Linked DNA regions of Ovis aries: region 1 is linked to region 2. The links are chromatin contacts, called in public Hi-C maps. All regions are on one chromosome and are shown on one strand. Each heading gives the region's core, a stretch centred on a gene start, on an enhancer-like site or on the middle of the called end of the contact. The rest is flanking DNA. Distances are from core to core; before and after follow the strand shown.

Evidence for each region. A called contact is a pair of places that touch in the nucleus more often than the background predicts.
Region 1: a contact with region 2 is called in a Hi-C map of muscle, with 6 times the contacts expected there. The contact joins two enhancer-like sites. A contact is called at or near these places in 5 of 16 Hi-C or Micro-C datasets (liver, mixed tissues, muscle and 1 more).

The regions. Positions count from the first base shown.
Region 1 is chr1:189,948,181-189,952,355 of ARS-UI_Ramb_v3.0, reverse strand. The region is part of intron 50 of KALRN (kalirin RhoGEF kinase); the gene reads right to left. Among named protein-coding and RNA genes, the nearest start is that of UMPS, 38 kb to the left of the region's middle. Within about 2 kb of position 2,340, at least 14 of the 54 cell types and tissues checked have an H3K27ac peak or open chromatin away from gene starts, as enhancers often do.
Region 2 is chr1:189,844,118-189,848,354 of ARS-UI_Ramb_v3.0, reverse strand. It overlaps KALRN (kalirin RhoGEF kinase), which reads right to left. Exons shown (of 59, transcript XM_060418677.1): 34 at 4,108-4,237. Among named protein-coding and RNA genes, the nearest start is that of UMPS, 140 kb to the left of the region's middle. Within about 2 kb of position 2,589, at least 3 of the 54 cell types and tissues checked have an H3K27ac peak or open chromatin away from gene starts, as enhancers often do.

The DNA of each region.
Region 1 (4,175 bases), core at 1,091-3,590, 100 kb before region 2:
TCCTCTTTCTCTTAGTGCTTGTGTCAAGCGAGTCTGTGTTCCAACAAGGAAAGAAAGGGATTTTTAGATGATGAATAAAAGGGACAGATAACAGAAAAACAATGTCTAAAAGTTGAGGTATGATTTCTGGTTTGGAGGTTTAGCCCTTCATGTTTCCAATCTGGTGAAACCAGACACAATATTCTATTTGTTTAGTATACATTTCTCTAAATATTTAGAAAATATTCCTATTTCTTCTCATTTCTAAGAGGATATAAGCTGAAATTTAAAAAATACATAAATGCAACACAATCCCAGACACCAGAATTCTCTTTGAACTATCCTTACCTCCCAAATATTTTCATTATCATTTGGTTCTAAGTACTTTTCCTTCAACCATGATTTTTTCCTTTGACCCAATTTTAATAGAAATGTTTTTAAATTTACAAATATATGAAATTTAAAAAATTATCTCTTGTTCCTAGTTTCTACAAGACTGATTCCTTGATTTTCACTGGGATTTGCTTTATGGGTAGTACATGATTGATTTTCACAAAAAGTTCCATGTGTTCCTGAGAAGAACACATAAGCACTAACTACTGGGTAGACTTATGAGTGTCTATGTGTGGAGCACGTTGTTTTACGGGGATTTCTTGTCCAAAGTGAAAGTGAAAGTCAAACCAGAAATCATACTTCAGTCTTGTCCGACTTTTTGCGACCTCATGGACCATAGAGTCCATGGAATTCTCCAGGCCAGAATACTGGAGTGGGTAGCCTTTCCCTTCTCTAGGAGATCTTCCCGACCTAGGAATCGAACCAGGGTCTCCTGCATTGCAGGAGGATTCTTTACCAACCACGAGGGAAGCCTCTTCTAGTCCAAATCCCTCTCCTATTCTTCAAGCTTTGCTTTTAAGAACATTGTGTTCTCAAAAATAAAAGGGATAAAAATATGACTTACACAGAATAATGAAAGAAGATCTATCCCGTCTCACATAATAGCAGAGGAGAAAGGAACTAAAAGGCGGTTTATGGTGTGCACATACTGGTCTCTGGTGTTCGTGAGGACGGGGCTGGGGTTCCAGTGGTGGTGTTATCATTTCCCTTCTGTAACTCGTGTTTCCAACGTGGAATCTACAATCTTGACTTTGAATATTCAAAATCTCTATGCATGAGTGTCCTGAGGTCTCATCCCTTAATGATTTGACCTTGATCATATTCTGATCCCCCAAACCTCTTTTACTAGGGAAACAACCTCCCAGAGTCTGTGGGCCGCAATAGGTTACGATGTGCTCTGAGGACAAGGGCCAGAGGAAGGCTGACTTGTGGATTCCCACGCCCCACGCTTCTTCCCTGAGGTCCCTGAGCTGAACACACAGCTGCTGTCGTCACGGTTTCCCCTACTAGTCATTCCCTGCCTTTCACTAGCGCTCCGTTCTCTCCCTGTCCTGCCCCTTAGGGTTGGGTATTTGCCACCTCCCACTTTAGTCTACTACAACAGCCCTCCAATGGGCCTGCCTGTCCCCACTGTGTTCAGTTAGGTGCCAGTTCCTTCCTAAAGCCCAGAATGAATTATTTGGACTCTGCCCAACAACCTTCAACTGCTCCTCACTGTCTGCTGCATCAAGTCCAGGCTTCCTGGCAAATCCCCCGAAGCCTTCAGAATCTGGTTAAAACTCACCTGCCAGGCTTTATTGCCTACCATTCTTCCCACATACCTAAACCCCAGGTATCCAGATAGCAGTCTCTTTTCAATGTGTGCTAGGCACTCTCAAGCCTTTCTCAGCCTTCACACTTCTCCAAGACTCTTTGCATCGTATCAGTCCCTCCAACCTAGCCCCTGACGACCACGCACACAGGCACCCTGGGAGACAGGTTGTGAATGCCCAACTGTGGGACAGCTATTTAACCTCTCTGCTCTCTCACCTGAAAAGCAAAAACAATGGCAACAGTATCTATGTCTTGGTGCTGTTGGAAGGAAAGGACTCAGTATGGAGCTGGATACATAGGAAAGGCGGATAAACAGGAGCTACTATTACTAGCCCAGCCCTGAGTGGCTGTTAAATATTCACTGAATGAGTCCTTGAATGGCTCTCTGACCCCATAAGAGCAGATTTCAAAGTTCCCTATATAACAAAGGCATTTAATCGAAGCCACCTCCCTCCAGGTGACAGCGCAGGGAGGGGCCTAATTTACATAACTTGTTGGCCCTCTATAGTACTCACTGCAATGCCTGTATCAACCAACTTGTGTTAAACTGAATTGACTAGGAAGTCATGTTGAGCGGGCCTGTAGGTGGATCTTGACAGCACAGGGTGTGCGCAAGGGAGGTGGTGGCCTCTGCTCCTCTAATAGCTGGCTCTTAGAGCGACTTCTCCTGGGTCAATAGCACCTCATAATCTCATCAGTGTATGACACAAATGAGATGGGCCAGGCTTCCAGATGAGGGTGAGGGTGTGCTGGGTGACTCTTCTGACCTGAAAAAACAATTCAGACGTTTCCGGCTCTTGAAACCAGACCTCTTTCCTGGCACTTATGGCTGGACTCTTGAGTCACTGGGAATGGGTGTGGTGAGGCCAAATAATTACCCCAACTGTCAAGGGATTTAAAAAGTTGTTGAGGAAGAAATTCTTCTCCAGCAAGCAAATGTGCAACAGGGGACGGCCTGAAACTGACCTTCCTTAAGGAACTGAGCCTCACTTGGGGAGCAGACTTCTCTATCACATGCCAAGTCTGTCCTCTCAAAGCACCAGAGTTAAGACCTGCTGTTTCTATCGGTTGTGTGACCGTGATTTTTCTGAACCCGTTTCTTCTAGGAGGGTAAGAAAACTCCATCTTCACCAAACGGTTGGAAGGAGCAGAAAGCATAGTAGATGTGACGATGCTGTGGAAGATCTTGCAGTGAATCCTCTTGGGAGAAAGAAACACTAGCTCCAGCCACCTAAGTGTGCTTCTCCCAGTGGCAGAATATAAATCAATCTGCATGTAGAGTTAGAGCTAAGCTAGGCAAGAGGAGTGAGTCTCTGGGCCCAACCCATCGGATCTATTACAAAGAAAATATTTTGTAAAAATAAAATGAGAGGAATGTGATGCTTCACTTTCTTTTCTCCAAAGAGTTCTTTTCATTTAAAAAAAAATTCTTTTTATAAAATGCAGAAACAGGCACCAGTGGAAATACACTGGCGATGCCGGGAGGTCAGTCACCCGACCAGGGGTGTAAAAGTTTCCTTGAATCTGTCTGGCCAGGTTATTTTGAAGCTCTGAATCTGGGACAAGGAGCCGAGGCAGCTAAGGCGGGAGCCGCAGGCTAGCTCTTTGAAGACGTGAAAGCCAGGCCTAGGGAACTGTGGGTCTGGGGCAAGAAAGAAAGGTCAATTCTGGCCACTCAAACCCTTCCCAGAGCCGGAAGTAGACGCTCCAGCTGGGGCTAGGGAGGAAATGTACCCAGGCCATTCCTGCCACAGCCCCTGCAGAACAAATTTCAGGGGCAAAGCACAAACTCTTCTGTTTTCTCTGCTGTTGAGGCCTCATTGTTCTCAGCGTCAGAAGTTCAGGAGAGCAAGGTCTTTTGATACTATACCTTAGACCGGCAGGAGGCTCAAAGGGTTCAACATCTCTTACATAAACACCCGTGCCCCCAGAGCTGTGTGACATCCCACAGAGAAACCCCCCAGGCTCAGAAAGGCTGGCCCACCTGAGGCCTTACAGTGGACAGTCCCTAGACTGGAGTCCAGTCTCCTGGCCTTACAGTGGACAGTCCCTAGACTGGAGTCCAGTCTCCTGGCCTTACAGTGGACAGTCCCTAGACTGGAGTCCAGTCTCCTGGCCTTGCAATGGACAGTCCCTAGACTGGAGTCCAGTCTCCTGGCCTTACAGTGGACAGTCCCTAGACTGGAGTCCAGGTCTCCTGGCCTTACAGTGGACAGTCCCTAGACTGGAGTCCAGTCTCCTGGCTCCTGTGCCAGTGCTCTTTCCATATGATCCTGCCTTCGTGTGATTTTTATTTAAGTCCTGCTTCAGCCTTGCAGGGCCGGGATGGGTGGAAAAGATATTCTTTGTTGAGCTGGAAAACTGAATAACAAATTAACAGAGGAAAACGGGTACTGGAAGGCGCGGCTTCTTGTCTGCCAGAATCTGGGTTTTAGATTAAAAACAACCTGAAGGTGGGGGTGGGGAGCTCCAAGAGGGGGGCAGGATAG
Region 2 (4,237 bases), core at 1,340-3,839:
ATGGGCTTTAAAGGCCTTCCTATACCTGACAATCAGGCAGCACCAAACTCCTAAAGCAGTCACTCTGGACCCATTAGAATTACCAAGGAACTTAAAAACCACTAATGCCCAGGCCCTTGGTGGCTCTGAGTTAACTGGTCTGGGGCGGGGCCTGAAGCATCAGTACTTTTGAGTCTCCTCCAGGTGGTTCTAAGATGCCCCAGAACTGAAGCCACCACTGCAAAGTCTTTGTCCCTTTGGGAGGTGCTGCCTTCGCCAGTCACTGCTGAGAAAGTCAGAGGGGATGAGGAAGAGGGACGACTGGGTCCACAGGGCCCAACCCCAGGGAGGAGCTCTAGGATGTCATGGGGGCTGTGACAGGGAAGCCAGGCCCCTCTGCTCTGTCACACAGCCCCACCAGCAGTCCTGCCGCAGAGATATCAAGAGGAAGCAAGCAACCGCTGACTCCTAAGCAGCGTCAGGAAGGAAAGACTGGAGAAAGGCCCTGGAGCCTCTCGGAAGCCCAGCAGGCAGAGTGTGGTACAGAGGTTCAGCGAGGAGGTAGGAGCCCTGCTCTCTTCCAGCTCTGCCACCAACTCCCTCCATGGCTTTGAGAGGTCACCTTGCTTTCCTGTGCCCAAGAGAGCCCCTACAAGAGAGGAGGCTGGCCAGTGCAGTGATTCTCAACCTTTCTGTCCCTTGGATTCACCTGAGGAGGGTTTGAAAAACACTGACGCTCAGGTCTACTCCGGGAATTCCGAAACCTCTTGTTCTAGGTGGGGCCTGGATCTTGTCATTTGATAAAGCATCCAGGTGGCCCCAGGCAGCCAGAGTTGAGAGCCTTGCTCTAGTAGTTCTCTACTCCTCAGCGCTGACATCCAGGGCTCTTTAGTCTCCATTTCTGGGGATGGCAGTCGTGCCTGAGTACCCAGGCAGCACTCCGCACACACACGATTTCCTATCCCTTAAGATTTGTAGGAGCACTGGCCTGATGCTCTCTCAAAGGTTAAGAGGACCAGTTGCCTTCCGAGCATTGACAAAGAAATGAATTCTGACCTCTGGTGACACTGGAGGATGCCCTAGCCTATTCCACAACCCTCAGAAGATCATTTCAGCCTCAGTTCCATTGGGCATAACTTGGGAGGTGGAGTGCCCACTGGAGACAAGTCACTTGGAGAGGAGAAAAGGCCAGGTGGCCCACAGGCAGCCTGCTGGATGGGAAAAGGAATAGCTTATCGAATTTCTGCTAAGAGGCTGAGACTCCAGACAGGTCCTAGAGAGAGACAGAGGGGCTTTTCCAATGTGAGGCGTGTGCTTGAGTGTGCATACTTCCAGCTGAGGCCTTGTTAGGGCTGTGAGGATGCTCTGAGAAGAGAGACTTAAACCTGACTGCTGGGAGTCAGGCACCTGGAGGAGGGGGGTGGATCCTGAATCCTCGGGGTGAGAAGCCAGTGAGAGCTCACAGGCTGCCATGTGAAGCCCCGCCTAACTGGCTTATGTTGGGAGAGAGCAAGCAGGCTGCCAACAGGAAGAGCCAAGGAAATGGTGATAGGCGCTACGGGTGGTGCTCATAAGAAGTCATGATGGCAGCAGAGTTAGCTGGAAAGTTCTGTGACAGTCTCCTGGCTTTCTTGCCTCTATTTTGCATCCCTCATCCTCAGCTCCCATTTCTCAATTAACTCTCCACTAACTGTATGCCCCCTCTGGACACCTCCACCCCCCCTGGTGGGCCAGGGCAGGGAGGGGATGCAGCCAGCCAGGAACCAGGGAAGCCAGGCCTAGGGCAAGAAGCCCAGGTCCTCCCCGGAAGTCAGGTCCTTTCTGATAGACCACCCCACACTGGGAGATGAGTCACCAGTCAAGTTTCCCTGCAACTGAATGGCTGTCCTGGCTTTGTCTCTGGAGATGGGAGTTCTCAGTCATTTTGCTGAATAATTTGTGGAAGTGATGTAATAACTATAACTTCTCCTGACAACTAACATGTATTGAGTGCCAGGCACTGTTCTAAGTGTTTGGCATATATTACTTCATTTCACCCACACAATTCTAACTGCTTTGTTTGTCCCAGGTTCCCCCATGGTGAGATTTCAAGTAGAACCTGAGATCCCCTGCTTGACCCTTCCCCAAAACCACCAGATTCTCTAGTGACCGCTTCAGAGGACCGAGGGGCTACACCTGCAATCACAGACCCACACAACTTCCCGATGCAGAGCAAAGAGGGGAACGCCGGTGACGGCTGCACCGGGGGAGGGGAGCACGGGTGTGTGTGTGTGTGTGTGTGTGTGTGTGCGCGTGCGTGTGTGTGTGTGAGCACAGGGGTGTGTGTGTGTGTGTGTGTGTGTGTGTGTGTGCGTGCGTGCGTGTGTGTGTCTCTGTGTGTGTCTGTGTGTGGAATGAGGTGAATTAGCTTTTAGCAGCCATTCTCCAGATGGAAACCACCCCTACCCGCTCCAGGCCCTTGGAAGGACCAGTTCAGTTCAGTTCAGTGGCAGCACCAATAATGCAGCCTGCTATTGCCACCTTGTGGACGAGAGGAGGAAGTCAGGTTTAGAGGTGGACCAGATGGAATTCCAGAAATGAAAACATACCAGTTTCATTAGTCAGTAGCATCAACAGCTCTCCGTGGTGACCATTACCCCTGCTTCCCGACAGAATCAGGTCCTTCCCTCCTCCCATTCCATAAATACCTAGCACAGGGTTGCACAGAAACCCTGAGGTAGATGTCTGACCAGTGACAAAAAGCAGCTCAGAGTTAAGAAAACTCTGCTGTTTTCTGGGCCTCAGTGTCCTCAATGTAAAACGAGTGACTTCCAGGCCCTGACAGCCTCGACTCCTGAAGTCAGAGGCGCTGGTACTTGAGTGTGCGTCAGTGTTCCCAGGGACTTACTAAGATGCAGACGGCGGCCCGCGCCAGCATTTCTGGCCCAGAAGGCCTGCAGTGGGGTCTGAGAACTTGCATTCCTAAAAGTTCTCAGGAGATGAAGATGCTGCCAGTCCAGCGACACCCCTCGCCTGGAGAACCACTGTTTCCAGGGGCTTAGTCTCCCTGGTGTGAGACAGTGAATAAACAAGCAAGTGGGAAGAATACAGAGCTTATACAAAACAGAAGCCAAGCCTCCAGTAATCTGCACGTCAGAGGCACATAAATGAGTGTCTCAGACCCTGGCAGGGCTGAGGGGAAGGTCAAACTCAACTGGCTTGTGCTGGGTGTTACCCCCAGGTTTGCTCAGGCTTCTGTGAACCATGAGCGCCTGGGGAGCGGGAGGGGCCCAGGGAGCTGACAGCAGCTGTGGAGGGGGAGGGGTTAGTGGAGAAGGGAATCTAGGTACTGGGCTGTGGGCGGAAGATAACTATTTTGGATGTGTGGCGATACAATGGGGGAGTTACACGAGATCTGGTGGTTTAGTCGCTAAAAGTCGTGTCTGACTCTTGTGACTCCATGGACTGTAGCCTGCCAGGCTCCTGGGTCCATGGGATTCTCTAGGCAAGAATTGTTGTTCAGTCGCTCAGTTGCTCAGTCGTATCTGACTCTTTGCGACCCCATGGACTGCAGCATGCCAGGCTTCCTTGTCCTTCACCATCTCCCCGAGTTTGCTCAAATTCATGTCCACTGAGTCGGTGATACCATCCAGCCATCTCATCCCCTGCCGTACCCTTCTCCTCCTGCCCTCAGTCTTTCCCAGCATCAGGGTCTTTTCCAATGATTCGGCCCTTCGCATCAGGTGGCCAAAGTAGTGGAGCTTCCAGGCAAGAATACTGGTTGTCGTTTCCTTCTCCAGGGGATCTTCCCAACCCAGAGATCGAACGTGGGTCTCCTGCATTGCAGGCGCATTGTTTGCCGACTGTGCTACCAGGGATCTTAAGGGTCATCTAAGTCAGCCTTCATTTTTAAGATGAAATGATTCTGAAAGATTAAGTGACTCTTTCCCAAAGTTACATGGTTGTTGCATAGCTCTTTCTTTTTAAGCTCCCAATGCACTCCCTGCACAATGCACTCTCCTCTCTGAGAGAAATCGCACAGGTCAAAACAGGCTCCTGAGACTAGCGAGTGCCATGATGCTCTTCTAACAAGTGGGCCACATCTCCAGCGGCCTCTGGTCCTCATCCCTCCCCCTCCTTTCTCCCTACCTTTCACCAGGGGGAAGAAGCAGTCCATCTCCACGCTGCTTCGGGAGTGGGAGATGCACAGGGCGCTGCTGGGGACCAGGCCCTCCTGGGGGGGGCTCCGCTCCGTGGTTCGGACCAGACACCAGCCTGG